Regions from separate parts of the Mus musculus genome. Here regions 1, 2 and 3 are each linked to region 4. A link is a contact called in public HiCAR-type, HiChIP or PLAC-seq and promoter capture Hi-C data. All regions are on one chromosome and are shown on one strand. Each heading gives the region's core, a stretch centred on a gene start, on an enhancer-like site or on the middle of the called end of the contact. The rest is flanking DNA. Distances are from core to core; before and after follow the strand shown.

Evidence for each region. Promoter capture Hi-C pulls out the DNA fragments that hold promoters and counts their contacts. HiCAR-type assays count read pairs that join an accessible place to other places. HiChIP or PLAC-seq counts read pairs in DNA pulled down with a chosen protein or histone mark.
Region 1: a HiCAR-type map of astrocytes shows a contact between it and region 4, with 5 times the contacts expected there. The contact joins the promoter of Smarcad1 here to the promoter of Grid2 in region 4. A contact is called at or near these places in 2 of 39 promoter capture datasets (cranial neural crest and hippocampal neurons) and 2 of 115 datasets of contacts at active chromatin or transcription factors (astrocytes and forebrain).
Region 2: a contact with region 4 is called in an H3K27ac HiChIP or PLAC-seq map of embryonic stem cells, with 17 times the contacts expected there. The contact joins the promoter of Atoh1 here to the promoter of Grid2 in region 4. A contact is called at or near these places in 2 of 39 promoter capture datasets (embryonic stem cells and hippocampal neurons), 4 of 484 Hi-C or Micro-C datasets (all in embryonic stem cells), 4 of 115 datasets of contacts at active chromatin or transcription factors (astrocytes, embryonic forebrain and embryonic stem cells) and 1 of 9 other capture datasets (embryonic stem cells).
Region 3: a promoter capture Hi-C map of hippocampal neurons shows a contact between it and region 4, with 17 times the contacts expected there. The contact joins the enhancer-like site here to the promoter of Grid2 in region 4. A contact is called at or near these places in 7 of 39 promoter capture datasets (cranial neural crest, embryonic stem cells, frontonasal cranial neural crest and 3 more), 5 of 115 datasets of contacts at active chromatin or transcription factors (astrocytes, embryonic forebrain, embryonic hindbrain and 2 more) and 1 of 9 other capture datasets (embryonic stem cells).

The regions. Positions count from the first base shown.
Region 1 is chr6:65,040,420-65,044,431 of GRCm38.p6, reverse strand. Smarcad1 (SWI/SNF-related, matrix-associated actin-dependent regulator of chromatin, subfamily a, containing DEAD/H box 1) reads right to left here and starts at 1,841. Exons shown (of 24, transcript NM_001355250.1): 1 at 1,702-1,841; 2 at 987-1,226. The coding sequence starts at 1,176.
Region 2 is chr6:64,727,216-64,731,108 of GRCm38.p6, reverse strand. Atoh1 (atonal bHLH transcription factor 1) reads right to left here and starts at 1,984. Exons shown (of 1, transcript NM_007500.5): 1 at 1-1,984. The coding sequence starts at 1,786. The coding sequence ends at 731. Gm35851 (a long non-coding RNA gene) reads left to right here and starts at 2,248. Exons shown (of 3, transcript XR_377731.4): 1 at 2,248-2,548.
Region 3 is chr6:61,327,720-61,331,462 of GRCm38.p6, reverse strand. All of the region lies in intron 3 of Ccser1 (coiled-coil serine rich 1), which reads right to left. Among named protein-coding and RNA genes, the nearest start is that of A730020E08Rik, 150 kb to the right of the region's middle. Within about 2 kb of position 1,517, at least 9 of the 459 cell types and tissues checked have an H3K27ac peak or open chromatin away from gene starts, as enhancers often do. A contact at or near this core is called in forebrain and hippocampal neurons, where this site is marked.
Region 4 is chr6:63,254,116-63,257,703 of GRCm38.p6, reverse strand. It overlaps Grid2 (glutamate receptor, ionotropic, delta 2), which reads right to left and starts at 1,698. Exons shown (of 16, transcript NM_008167.3): 1 at 760-1,698. The coding sequence starts at 847.

The sequences.
Region 1 (4,012 bases), core at 592-3,091, 1.8 Mb before region 4:
AAATAAGTGTTCAAACTACTGTGTGGCCAGTCAGATGGGCCTGCAAATAAAAGCCTTTGCCCCACAAACCTCCCAACATGAGTTCCATCCTGAGAACCATGATGGAGAGAGACCCAACCTCTCACCGTGTTCTCTGACCTCCACACGCTATGGTGAGTCATATCCTTGTTCAAAATCCTCATGTGAACTTACTCCTCAGTTCTGCTTATCCATAATGCTCTGCTACAATTGGTTTGAATTTTTTTATTCACTAAGAGTTACAAACTATTCAAGTGAATTCTGGAGATTTCCAAAAAGTTAGGTGGAAGGAGTATTTCTTTAACCTTTATTTGGATCTAGATGTTATCTTCAAGCATCTGTCACATCTAGCTTGCAGAAAAGATCAGTGCTGGGGGAAGCATGAAACCCCATCTGCAATCACTGGAGAAGGTAAGGCAGGGAGGGACACTGCTTTCAAAAAGCCAGGAAAAGATGTCAGGTGCGGTGACATGTGGCTGGAATCCCAGCAACTGGGAGGCAGAGGCAGAAGGATCACAAGTTCAAAGCCATCCAGTCCACGCGGTTTCACACAAGCGCCAAGGCCACAAAGTCAGATCCTGCCTCAAAACAAACAAAAGAGACAGAACAAGGGGCGAAAAATGAAAATATTAGAATGGATGAAAACCTGTAACTAAATTAATAACCTTGAAGTCTACTAGAACTGCCTACATTCTTCTCTCAGTAGCCATTCTGACCCAAGAATTCTCTACACTCGGCTTTCAGCGTCCACCATTATGCTGAATCCCAAGAACTCCTACAAGTGAGACAATGGAGGTAAGGCTCGGGTTGGCAGGTAGTTGGTGGCTATGGCAGTCCCAATGCTGGATTTCAATGCACAAAACTGGAAACACTGTATCAATCTGTGTAACATTAAAGTGTAACAAAAAAGTGGATTCCCTCCTGCCTGTCACCTCCGGTTGTTATCAGTGTGCAACATTGTAACTCACCTGTTTTCTCAGTTACATCTGAGTCTGGGGTGTTTGCCCTGCTACCTTCCCCTTCAGCATTCTCCTCTTCAGCACTAAGAGAAATTGGTGACGAAGGACGGGCCTGGGAGGGCTGAGGGGCTGCTTCGGGTGCTTCCTCAATCTTACTCCTTTTCTCAAAGCGAAAACGGTCCAAGTTGAAAAGATTCATATTGGGAGGAACCACCACCCTGAGGGGGCTGACAGCTTTCAATGAACTAGCTGCAGGGAGGGAACAAAAAACAGGGGGATGAGGCGGTGAAAACAAGGAGCCACACAAAGCCACCACACTTGGCTCCCAGAGAAAGGGGGTCCGGCCGCACCGATGCCCGAGCCCGGTTCCGGCTGTGCTTTGTTAGGCCACACGGGGACGGCGGATTGCAGTCCCGGCCAAATGCCCGTCGCGCCCTCGACCCGGCCCGCGCGACCCCACGAGCCCGAGCCGACCCTCGCACGAGGTCCTCACCCGGGCCGCAGAGGTGCGCGCCCGCCTTCCCGCCACGCAGCCCGCACCGAGCGCCCGCCGCCTCCACAAAGCCCGCGAGGCCCGAGCCTCCGCCGCGGGAACACAAAGGGCCGAAGCGGGAGCGGCGCGCCGCCCGGAAGTAGACGCGGCGAGGCCCGGCCGAGGAGGAAGCTTGACAGGCCGGCGCGCCGCCGAAGGGAGCCCGCCGCCCGCACGCACGCACGCACTTACAGCCTGGCAGGCTCCTCGTTGGAACAAAGGTGGACAAGAACAAAATAATTCTTTGAGGGAGGCGACGGTAGCCTGGCCGGGACCTTCCAAGGCAGCGCTGGGCAAGCCACGGAGCGCGTAGTGATGACGCAACACGCAGCCCAGGCCTTGTTCTCCCAAGCGTCGCGTGGTCAGAAAAATGTCTGAGCGCGCCGTTGTCATGGTAACCTGTATCTATCTCTGCTAGATTCTAAGGCTGGAATTGTTTCTTGGTTCCTTTTCACCGCGCCGGCTACAGAGCTAATAAAACAATAAAACAAGATGAGAGCAAATGGCGTCGCAAGATACAATTAATTCGGAGCTTGTCGGTTATGTTCCACAATGTCAATATGCAATATAATTTTTCACTAAATTTATGTTCGTCGTTTCGAACGTGACAGTGTTTTAATTGTGTAATCTCAATCATTACAAGACAGTTTTACAAAATAAAAAAAACTGAGGCCTGGCGGGTAAAGGCGCTTTTTAAAGGTGCTTGTTACTAAGTTTGATGACCTGAGTTCAATCACCTAGAGCCACTTAGTAAAAGGAAAAAAACCAATTCTGAACGTTGTTCTCTGGCTTCCACAAGTGTTCTGTGAGACAGAGCGCGCACACACATACACACACACACACACACACACAGTCCTGCAGATGCTAAGTAATTAGTAAGAGACAATATCTGATACTTTTCAACACAAAGGCTTTGCTTGAGCTTCTCCACTGTTGACATGATTTTCCTTGGTTTTGTTTGTTGGCATTTTCTCTTCTAGTCGATTTGTGATACGTGTGCACCATGTTGGATATCCTTTCAGGAAATGATCCCATAGCACACCAAGAAGCAACAGACCAAGGAAAGCTCATACATCCTTTTCTGTGGTAGCCCACCTTCTCTGAGATTAATCTACTTAAAGGAGAACAACATTAATCCCTTGTCTGGACCATGGCCCCATCACTGGACCTCACCCTGAAAAGGTTTCCTTACCTCTCTACCCTACTATACTAGAAAATAGCTCGGGAAAAAAAATGAAAATAGCTTCTTCCACATACATCACCTTTTGAGTACACACACCAACCATACCCAAACCAAAGCAGTCACAATAGAACAGTAGCACATTCCAGATGGCATAAACACAAGGAAACATTTTCTCTGAGATCTGAAATACACTGAAAGTATTTTGTAGACCTATTCTGGCCTCCTTTCTAGACTTGTGACACCATGTTCTTGTGCCTGCACTTACCTTGTCTATGTCCACATTTCTTCTAATGAGAACATAATTTGTACAATATGGGAGCGTGTGCTAGTCACTTCATTTTAACTTCATTACCTTTTCTGAAGACCCTATGTCCAAATGTGGTCCCTTTCTGAACTACTTGGGACTCAGGACTCAACACGCAGAGTTTGTAAGAGCATAAACCAACTAATAACAGTCAACCAGAAAGGAGAATTCTGTTAAGGACAGATAATTTGGGGCTAGTAGTCACTTTGTTTATCCTTATTCCTTGAGACTCTAAAGAAGCCTTTAATCCCAGCACTTGGGAGGCAGAGACAGGCAGATTTCTGAGTTCAAGGCCAGCCTGGTCTACAGAGTGAGTTCCAGGACAGCCAGGACTACACAGAGAAACCCTGTCTCAATTTGCTTTTGAAACTTGAAGTCAAGGAAACAGTGTGGTGCAAGTACTGCTGTTCTAGCCCACAAAGAGTTTTCTGTACAAAATTTTGAGAATCAATAAAGATGGGAGAACTTGGAATGTTTGAACCACAGCTCTCAGAACTTTAGTAACAGCACAACAAATTAAAACAACTCATGCCACAGTGTAAAAAAAAGAAAAGAAAAAGAAAAAAGAAACCCTGTCTCAAAAACCAAAACAAACAAACAAACAAACAAAAACCACAAAACCAGAAGCCATAATATGTTCCCAAAGCGCCTGTGTGGATTCAAAAAGAGAAAAATAAATAAAAGCAAATAAACATTTTAAACGATAAAATATAAATAAATAAATAAATAAATAAATAAATAAATAAGCATGCATGCAAGCCACTTGACATTATAAGAACAAATTTCCAAATATGCCACTGGGTATGTTTTCTGTAGAATGCCTACTGCTGGGCATGAAGTCTGCTTTTAAAAGTAGTCTGTATACTGTAATGGCTATTCCTGGTTGTCATCTTGACTCTATCTGGAATGAACTATAATCCAGAATTGGAGGGCTCACCTATGATACAAACCTAGCACACCTCACTCTGTGATGGAAATGCCATGCATACCGTAAAACTCAGCAAGGAGACAGCACC
Region 2 (3,893 bases), core at 735-3,234, 1.5 Mb before region 4:
GTCCAAATACGCAATAATAAATAACTTTTCTAATGTTAACAAAGCAAAATAAAATTGACCAAATGCCTTTGACACTACATGTTTTTTTTTAATTTTCATTTGCAAAAACAAACATTTGCAAAGAGTTTAATGATTATGAGTGGCTGTTTTTAAAATCAAAAGTTGCTCTGCATTGGCAGTTGAGTTTCTTCAAGGCGGCGCAGCGGCCAGTGATGAAGTGCGTGTATTCTGGGTCCGCTAGACACACTGCTGGACACACTTGGTGTCTAAGCTCTACAGATACTCTTATCTGCCCCTGCATTTTAACAACACAATAGTCCGTGTTCAGTAAAGTACCCAATGCGGGTCTCAAGCAGTTGGGGAAACAACTTCATTGACTAACTCCCTTATTTGTGAGTGAGCGCAACACGCAAGGATGAACTCCCAAGGTATAAAATAAGTGAAACCCAGACCAGAGGCAGAGATACGACATTTTAGCAGCATATTGGCAGCATGGACCATGAAACGATGCCACGTAAAGGTACATATAATGATACAGTATCTACATACAGAGGAAGGAGAAGGTAGGAGGAAGGGGATTGGAAGAGCTGCAGCCGTCCGAAGTCAAGTCGTTGCTAACAACGATCACCACAGACCAAAAATTAAAGGGTGCAGGGATATTTGTCACGGGGCTTCCCGCGCGCTAGGAAGGGCATTTGGTTGTCTCAGTTTTCAGGGAGCTGTTGCCTTCCTAACTGGCCTCATCAGAGTCACTGTAATGAGAGTGGGGGGAAAACTCTCCGTCACTTCTGTGGGATCTGGGAGATGTTTTGCTGTTGTCCTCCTGTACAGGCTGCAGGATGCCCCCGGGCAGCGAAGGCGACAGGTCCTTCTGTGCCATCATCGCTGTTAGGGCCCTGTCCTCGAAGGCTGGGAAGTGCAAAGCGTCCAGCTGCACCGAGTAACCCCCAGAGGAAGCTGGGCCTGAGAAGCGAGTCCGGCAAGGCCCGGGCGGGGTAGGTCTCGGGCCCCCTCCCGGGGCTGGCTGAGCCCCAGCTACCGCAGAGGCGCCCGCACCTCCTTCATAGGAGGAGGCGGTGCGAAGGTGATGGTGGTCATTTTTGCAGGAAGCTGTGGGCGGCGGCGGTTGCTCTCCGACATTGGGAGTCTGCAGCAACTCCGACAGAGCGTTGATGTAGATCTGGGCCATCTGTAGGGTCTCATATTTGGACAGCTTCTTGTCGTTGTTGAAGGACGGGATAACGTTGCGCAGCTGGTCGAAGGCGTGGTTCAGCCCGTGCATCCTGCGCCGTTCCCTTGCGTTTGCTGCCAGCCTCCTTTGCTTCTGTACCCCATTCACCTGTTTGCTGGAAGGGGCTCGCTGGCGGCTGCAGCCAAGCTCGTCCACTACAACCCCACCCTTCAGCTTGCACAGCTGTTCCCGTACTTTGACGGGCCCGGGGCTCTTGCTGAGGCCGCCACAGCCGCTTCTCCTTACCAGCTCACCCTGGCTGTCAGCCTCGTCCCGGGGCGCCGCGGCCTCGGAGGCACCCAGCTCGGGAGAATGCAGCAGATACTGGGCGGCGCGTGCCGTGCAGAGGCCCTGCAAAGTGGGAGTCAGCCAGGCGCGTGGGTCGGTGCTATCCAGGAGGGACAGTTCTGCCGGGTAGACGGGAAGGTCTCTCGCCTGCAGGGTAGCAGGTGGCTGTGGCGTCAGCGGCGGGACGTGGTGCGGCTGGGGATGGCGATGGTGGTCCCCCAACTCTTTTACCTCAGCCCACTCTTCTGCATGCAGCAGGCGGGACATCGCACTGCAATGGCTCGGAGGTGCCGTGTTAGAGGAGGTGCTGGCAACCCAGTTCAACGAAGGGGATAAGCCCCGAACAACAACAACAAAAACCTTCCTAGTCTCTTCTGCAAGGTCTGATTTTTTTTCCTTCCTCCTCTGACCCTCCCCCTCTCACTCGGAGATCGCACACCAGGTCGCGTGCAACGAAGCTTCTCCGGTTGCTGAAGGCGCTGCGCCCCTTTAAAAAGCGGCACGCGCCAGTGTATCTCCCCCGGCTCCCCTCCCAGCCCCCTCCTTGCGCCAGTCGCGTGTCTGCCCAGTCAAAGAAGGGGGCGGGCAGGCGCGTGCGAGGAGCCAATCAAAGAGTTTTTACACCCAGTGAAAAGTTACTGTGTGCCGAGGAGTTCAGCTCTGGCTCTGGAAAAAAAAAAAAAAAGAAAAAAAAATTCCCCCTTGTCCCTCTAGTCAGTTCTGGAAATTCATATGTTAATTGTGGGGCTGTAATTCGACTCCTGAGGGTGTCACCTCCCAGGCGACCTGAGTGAGGGGAATGGGGGGTGGGAGGGGAGAAGAAGCGGGCTCCCGGCTGGTGTCCTAGCGGCCCCAGCTCAGATGAGACCCAGGGTAGGCGGCTCCCGGCCAAGCTGGACGCGCCTAGAGCCTTCGGGGCACCAACTGGAGTAGCCCGCCTGGCCTGAGATCCCTCCAAGCCTGGATCACAGCTCTCAAGAAACTCGTAAAATCGCCCATGTGCAATGTGACAGAAATACATATAGAGAGGTGTGTATATAGCTCTTACCTATTGCACATTTAATTTGTAGAAGTGTTAAGTGGCGTCTAATCAAAAATCAGAACAAGGTGAAAACCATTCGCTTCTGGGAACGTATTTCTTAATTTTGACTTTGTCTGCATCTCTTGGTCCACATAGTACTTGGATTTTTTTTCATGTAGTCTTTTTTTTTTTTAATGGAAAGTAAAGCTGCGGTATAGTTATGACATACCAAAATCGGGATTGCCCCAGGAGCCTTTGAGCGTGTTTCTTAGAGCCCGTTAGGGTCTCAGTCTGCAAAAGCCCTTCGCGGAGGATATCGCGCTACGCTGAGCTATCGCAAGGGATCATGCAAACAGTTTCAAAACTCACAGCGTAGGACTCATAAACGCAGAGCCACAGGAGGCTGCCGGAATTAGTGCAAAAGGTCTTTGGGTTCTTTGTGATTCTGGGCATTTTGAAACTGCTGCCTCGGGAGGCCCCGGTTTACTAGTGCGCGTGGCTTCTTGCGCAAACGCCCAGAAACCACAGTCAAACCCACCTGTCCCGCTCTGTTTAGTTAGGGTGTTCACTCCCTCTATAAACCGCTCCCCTCCTACCTCTTTAGCCCTCCGCCTGGTAGTTTACCACAAAGAGCCAATCAGAAACTTCCTGGCTCGGGACACGCCCCAGCTTGCTCCTAGTGCTCTCCAGTTTGGGCTTTCTTCGTCCCTGGGGCACCAGAGTGGGTGGCAACTGTGGCTGGTGCTTTCGATTTTCAGGGTGGTTGCTACTCTAGGAGGACTTTCGTCTTCCGGCAGATGGTACCGCAGAAAGCTCCCTGGAACCTGTCTTTGCAGGGTCCAGTGCCGTTGAAATGTTCCGCTAGCAGGGACCTGATCCAACCTGCCATCTGGAGCTCCTTGTGCGAAGGATTTCAGCGGCTGGAGTAAACTAGTGTTTATATCTCACAAGATAGAGAAGGACAGAAGAGAGTTCAAAGTTATCGTCAGACTTCACCTGTTTCTCTATTTCCAGTGTGCCCATTTGCTACTGTATAAAGAACAGTTCCGGGCCTTCCAATGCTGACAGAAAGATCAGAGGAGCCCTTTTCTTAAAGAGTGTAAGCTCTGCAGAAATAAATACTCTAACAATAGATGGGGTGGGGGGTAGACAGGTAAATCAGGAAGTACCCTCCAAACCTAAAAGACAACCATCGACAACAATAAAGGAAAAGGTAATAATGCCTTTATTTGGCGGGTACAGCATTCTTCTGTATTTTTGGAGACTGGTCTGGGTACTGTTGAAATCAACCAACACTGTACCTAGCTTTACTAACTGTCAAGTACAATCTGAAAAGCAAGACTTTCCAGTAAC
Region 3 (3,743 bases), core at 268-2,767, 1.9 Mb after region 4:
TCTTTGAATCCATAAACTATGTCCCATTTCTAAATGTTTTAAATGAGCACAAATTCAGGAATGAAATTCGACTTGACAGAAACAATTTGAGTAATAGTGTAGTTTTCTCTGAGGACTTTTTAAAACAGAAGTCTCATTGCACAGGCAATTTGCCATGAAAGAACAAAGGAGTTATACTCTCCTTGTGGTGTTGTTTGTAGATAAACGTAAGTCAGCATTTTAGAGTAAGTAAGTATGGCCATGGCCTCCAGTGGGCATTGGGACACATAATTTAAGGAGGAAAAAGTTCTTTCCTTCAGTCTCTCTTAGTGAGGTCAGAAAGTGAATATATGTCTTGGAGAGGTGTACACGGCCTTTGTGAATCAGGTCCTGTAATGATTGCCATGAAGCCATTTGAAGTATTGAAGGAACAACATAGTGGGGCATGTTACTTATCATTGCAAAGGAATTATGTAAAGCTACTACAAACTGCCAAGGGTTCATCTCAATTTCAGTGTTTTACATGTGTCACCCTTCTTTTGCCCAGGGCTCTATTTTAGACCTTGAAGGTTATTATCATTTAAACAACAACAACAACAAAAAAGCCCATACTCTTAGGGCTCTTTTATCTCAATACTGAGTCACACATAAACAAACAAAAATATAAAATGGTGAGACGTGTTATGAAGAATTTAATGGAAAACAGTAAGGATCAAGGGAGATAAAAAGTAGAAATGCTAAGGTCTGTCAGACTGGCAGAAACCTGGAAGAGAGTAGCATGTGGCTGCTGGAGGGATTCCTGCAAGACACCTTAACGTGAAATCATTAGACAATGTGGGAAGGAATCTAGAAGGGCAGCAAGCTGGAAACAGCAATCAAGGGCCAAGCTTTGTAAGACAAGTGGGAGAGAAAACACAGCCCAGAACCCTGAGAAGCATCCAGGGCTAGGGACCTTTGCTTCTGTGGGTGAGTGGGAAGAGCCTTGGGAGTGTGGTAAGTGCACAGAACGTAATTTACTTTCAATGTTGAAAGGATCACTCCAGTGTGGTTCAAATGAAGGAGCTGATAGCAAAGGCAGAGGAGCAGTCAGGAGGCTGCAGAAGGACCAGACACTGATGTGGGAAGTCAGAGAAGAGGAGAGCTGATCTGCTTGCATATACCGTAGGAGTGATGAATGAAGAAAGAAGTGGGGTGGAGGAGCAGAAAGGAGGAAAATTTGGAAATAGTAGCACAAGCACTTCCAGGAGCCCATGCAATGCCAAGTTCAAGCTTTTGGTCTGAGAAACAGGATCAAAGACAGTAATTGGATTTTCTGCGCAGTCACTGCACAGAGAACGGAGCTCATTTTCCTACAAAAGGATCATATAATGAACTATGTAAAAGCATGAATAATTCATTATTAAAATTATACAATGTGTTTAAAGCTGAGGGAGGGGAGCGGGTGAAGAGGCCAAGGCCACCTCTCCTGCACACAGTTCTCCCTTTAGGATCCCACAGAGCAGAGTCCTCACACTAAAGTCAACAGATGACGTTTTACTTAAGTGCATAAAATCTGCGCTGATAAAGGATGCATGCGCCACAGCGGGACACAGATCAGCTCACGTGATACCAACGGAAAGCAAAGAACAGAAGTGAAAAGAGCTGGGTTTCTGTCACCTCTCAGAATGTCCAGTCATTTTCCTGAAGCAGCTTTAAACAACATTCTCAGAGACAGGGTGCGGCTCAGTGGTGAGGAATGGGCTTAACAGGCAGTGCACTGGCTTTAACCCAGGACCACAAACACGGAAACGAAGTGTAAATAATTAAGCCATTAAGTAGAATTCTCCTAGTGTTTTTTAATAAACTAGGTATTACAAATGCAATTAATCCATCTGAACAATCACCGATCTGAGTGCTACACTGAGGTGAGAACTCAAGTTCTCCTTTAGTAGCATTAGAGTGGAGCACTGTTTCACAGGAGAAACTAGCACTGTTTCTAAGGTTTAAAAAAATGAAAGTTGGTCTTTAACAAGTTACTGATGTAAAAGCAAAGTTGAAAAAGCAAATGGGAAAAAATGTAAAAAGAAGCAGCAATAAGATTAGTCTTGGTTAGGAATTTTCCTGGTTGTTGTTGGTGGTGGTGGGTTTGTGTGTGTGTGTGTGTGTGTGTGTGTGTGTGTGTGTGTGTGTGTGTATGTGTGTTTCTTTGTTCTGTTCTTTATCAACATAATCTGAGAGAAGGGAAACTAATTAAGAAAAGGGCCCCACCAGACTAGCCTACAAGCTAGCCTGTGGGGAATTTCTTAATTAATGTTTATGTAGAGAGGCTCACACCACTGTGGGTGATGTTTCCCTTAGGCAGGGGATTCTTGGGGGTATAAGGAAGCCATCAGGAGCAAGCCAGTAAGCAGTGAGCCATCATGGCCTTTGCTTTAGTCCCTGCCTCCAGCTTCCTGCCTTCAGCTCCTGTCTTGGCTTCCTGCTCTTATGCACTGTGATGTAAATGTAGAGGTGAATCAAACCCTTGTCTCCCCAAGGTTCTTTTGGTCATGATCTTTCACACAGGTGTAGAAAACATATACAACATCTGTCTTTCATAAGACAAACAGTGAAGTATTGAGTAAAATGTAATTTAAATATAAATAAATATGTAATATGCTGAATTATATGAGAAGTGAATTTAACTTATGGGCTCTAAATATTAAAAATATTTTCTGAAAGTGTTGTTACCCATAAATTAAACTTAATTATTTACCTTTTATATAACTGACATATTATAAAGCATACAAACATAATATTTATCTAAAATTTTGATATTTAACTTTTGCTCCATTATCATATGCTATTCTTATCAAGTTCTTTATGGAGAGGAATAAAATAATATCAATTTAACAGCAACACTGAAAAATGCAGTCATAAGATGGGAAGAGTAGACTAAAGAATAGAAATAAAGTTTTATAAAAACCCAGTAAGAGGTCACATCAGATGGCAGCCAAGCTGCCAAACTTACAGATAATTTACTTGTAATAGGTAACCAAGTAAAAGATGCCCTAAGAATATAAAGGATCTTAATACTGGAAACACATGAACTAAATAATGGTTTATCAGGTAATATAGATACACAAAAATAAATAATCATTGCCATTCAAAGTTCTTGTCATTGATAAAAGTAAATGATAAAACACCCCAAAGTCAGCATTGTGATGGCTTGAGTGAAAATGGCCCCTTAGGACCACAGGGAGTGTTGCTATTAGGAGGTATGACTTTGTGGGAGGCAGTGTGTCGCTTGGGGGAAGGGTGGGCTTTGAAGTCTCAGATGTCCAAGCCAAGCCCAGTGTCTAGCTCTTTTCTAGTTGCCAGTTGAGCCACATGTAGAGCTCTCTATCACCTTGTCTGCCTATGTGCTGCCATGCTTCCCACCATGACAATGATAGACTACATCTCTGAACTGTAGTCCAGTCCCAATTAAATATTTTTCTCTATAAAACCTGCTGTGCTCATGGTGTCCCTTTATGGCTATAGAAGCCCTACCTAAGTTGCAGATTACTCAGACAGTCATGAGGACCTGAGTTCAGAACCCTAGCGCTCACACAAGAGAACCAGGTGCAACATCAGGCACCTGTATTATCTCGGTATCATAGGAGTCAAGACAGAAAGAGTTCAGGGGTTTGCTCACCAACAAGTCTAGTCTAACTGGCAAGTTTCAGATACAGAGAGAGACCTTTTCTCAAAAACAGAAGTAGAAAATGACTGAAGAAGATATCTGATATTGACCTCAGACATTC
Region 4 (3,588 bases), core at 449-2,948:
ATAATGACTCGAGCCCCGCCGCTCCAGCCACGTTGCCCGGACGCTCGGCTCGCCAATAGGTGGGGCCAGGAGCCTGGCGACCCGCGGGGCCTCGGGGCGCCCGGACTCAGCTCGCCCGGGAGCAGCTCTGGAGATGGCTGTCAGAGGCCACCGTGTCTGTGCCGGGCACCGGAGCGGCCTGCGCCGGCATTGGCGTCTCCCACGCCCCGGACTGGGAGCGAGTGCCCCGCCATCCTCTCCAGCCTCCGAGTCGCGGGAACCGCAGAGGACGGCGAGCTTGGGAGTCCGCATCGATCGCCGCAGCGGACTCGGCCGCTCAGGATGCAAAACCACCTGTTCGAGCCGCGGGGAGCGCCCCCGGCCCCAGCCCGCATCTCTCCCCCGCGGATGCCACTGCCAGCCTTACCCCCTATGATTTTTTTTTAATGGCTCAAATGTACATCCGGGAAAAATCGAGAAGATAGAGTCAATCAAACTTCCTTCTCCCCACACCCGGAGTCCCCACACTCCCCACACTCCTGCGCGGAGGCAGGCGTGAGCCTCTAGTGCCCGGCCCGCACTCCACACACGGCCTCACTCCGCGCCGCGAGGCTCAGTCACTGCTTAGGGAAAGCTGAGCCCGTGAGAGCGCGGGCACCGAGGGGAGCGAACCTAGGCCACTCTGGCAGCAGCCGGAGGCTCGAGGGGGTGGGGAAGCAGAGATCACAGCCAAGGAAACGTTAGGGAAAGTCGCCACAAGCCACAGAAGCCCTGTCTTACCGATGTGGATGATAGAATCAGCGGTCGCCAGGTCCCAGGTTCGAGACCAACAGAAGGACAGAAACAAGAGCAAGGGGAAAACTTCCATCCTCCGATGCCGATCCTCCTTGACCACGACTTTGCTTCCAAGACGTAGATATTCTCTTAAGCGGTCCACAGAGTTTGAGGTCAGGATAGAGTTGAGTGCAGCTTTCCCCCTAATTTCCAAATCCCTCTTTACAGCACAATCTTTTCTGGTCACAGAAGAGGCACGGGCGACCCGAGAGCTAGCACAGCCAGAGGCAGCCTCCTCCCAAGCCCTGTCACTCGGAGGGGAATTTTGGCATTGCCAGAGTTGTTTGCAGTTGGGCTTTTTAAAAAATGTATCCAGCCTTGGCTGCTCTCGGACGGGGGGCGAGGCTGGCGCTCAGACGGTGGCCGTGGCCGCACGGGGGCCGCGGTGGCGGGTCCCAGCTCCGCCGCAACTTGGGCACCCCCGCGCCGGATGTGCCCGCGCCCTCCCCCGCCGCCGAGCCCCTCCACCCGGGGCCGTGCGCGGTCGTGGCGCCTCGCGGCCAGCTCTCAGTGCCACCAGCGAGGATGAAGATGCGATCGGAGTCGCCAGATTCCAGCGGGGAGGGGGAGGTCCGCTTCGGGAGGGGTGGCAAAAGTGAACTTGAAGGTAATGCAGCTAGTAATGCAGAGAATACTCCCCTTCGGCGCGAGACGGGCCCCGGAGCTGGCGCGGCGGGCGCGGTGGCGGGGGAGTCCGGCGGGAGCGAGCAGCGGGCCAGGCCGGCGCGCGGAGCCGCGGCTGCAGGATGCTCCCGAGCCGCTCGCCTGGCGGGATGCGGGAAGCCAACAGCAGCCTGGCAAGCTCCGCTGCAGCCCCACGTTGCCTAGAAATGGATCACCTAGGAGAAGCGAGTCCGCAAGAGAGCGGTGCTGTCAGGCGGAGAGGGGAACCGAGAGAGGAAGAGCTTCTAATAACCACCTCCTCCCCCTATCTGCAATACAAGGGAGAAACAAAACCGCGCTCTCAATTCCCTGGGAATCTTCACCCGGACTGAGAAAGGCAGGACTCAAAGAGAAGGCAGTGAAGTCCCCCACCTGCCTTGACGGTTTTTTTTTTTTTTTTGGATGTTTTTGTTTTTCCCCGTAGGTTATAAAAACAACCTAAAAAGCCACCCCACTTATTTAACCTTGCTATCCCCCAACAGGTACCGGACTTTTTTCTAGGCGTCGTCTGGAATTAGTCACATTGGCTAAGAACAAATTAGGGACACCTAGTCACTTAGGGAAAAGAAGACCTAGAAAGCTTTTAATGAGATTTCAATTATAAAGTTATAAAAAGCGGAGAACGTGCTAATTACCTTTAAACAGTGGGTTGCTCCCCCCCCCCCCCTTTCGGTCTCTGGTGTTTTTAAGGCAATCAAAATGCAGAAAGAATTTTGATATACTGTTAGAAAACAGACAGTCTTGACATTCAAATATATATCTAAAAATGTTAAGGACAATAAAACAAAACAAACAAAACAGCCTCAGTCGTCAAAATCCTGCATTAAGTTAATCACCTGTGCAGTTAAGTAGCCACAGGGAAGCTACTTGCTGTTCTTGGGGAGCCTGCAGATGCACTGTAAGGTAAGGTCCCGGCCTTAAAAGAAGGGATTTTGTGCAAGCTTTACCCCTGCTCTTGGTGACTTCTAATGACTAGTTTATATCCTTCCATCTTATTGCAGAAGGGGGTTCTGTTAACTCAATCAAGTGTGTAACTGAGGTCAGCTATTAACAGCTCTGATACTGTTTCAATTACAAACGTAGTCCACTGGCTGGGAAACTTGTTACCTGGGGGATGGATATCAGAACCCAAGTTCATTGTGAATCTGGCTAAGATCTTTTGTTCCTGTTTCCTCACTGACCCCTTTTCTACTATCTTGATGATTTGACTTAGTTGCCTATTCTCGCGTCTGAAATATCCTAACTTTCCTTCATTTTGTAAATTCCATCCCTGGACGTTCGAGAAAATGTTTTGTTCTTTTGCTGCTCACATCAACAGTATCTCATGGATTACAATAAAGTCATTCAAGTCCCTCAGCACCTCAAGAGCAGAAACCTGTCACTCATGAAACACTGCCCGACCCTTGAGTATGAAATAATCCCACCCATCTCCTAGGCTCTCAATGCAGTCTTCCATGGAGTCTAAAAGAAACACTACTTTAAAATGAGCTCACCAATGTCTTCACTGATGGTTGGGACTTATACACATGTTTTGGATAACATTGATTTGCACAGAGCCCCAGTTGTTGAATTTCAATTCTTCTGAATCTAGAACAAACCAGTACTTCCAGGAAGCCATCACTGACTGCACTTCCCAATCACTTTTCATCATCTGTTCATTTCCCCACCATGAATTCAATACGGATGATCTTCATGTTATTATTGATGTCATCTACTATTCAGAGTATTTTGATGCACTTCCATAAATGTTGATACAGATGATGAATTTTTAAAAACGGGTGTATGTCCACACAGGACTATGGTTCATTTTAAAAGCTAGTGACTCACTGTGTGTTCTATCAGGAGAAATTGGGAAGTCATCATTTAAGATGGACACAGCAATATCATATCTTAGAAGAAGATTGATAGCTGAAACCTTCGAACAAAATTGTGTCATCCCATCCTAACCTTATTCAGTGCTGTTCTTAGAGATAACTAGTAACTAAATATATTTGTGGTCATATAATCTACTAGAAACTTCTTTTAATGTACCGTAAACAAAATATTGCATTTGTTCCAAAATCCTCCATTTAGTAGTTTCCTATCATAAACACACTATAGAATAATCAGGTG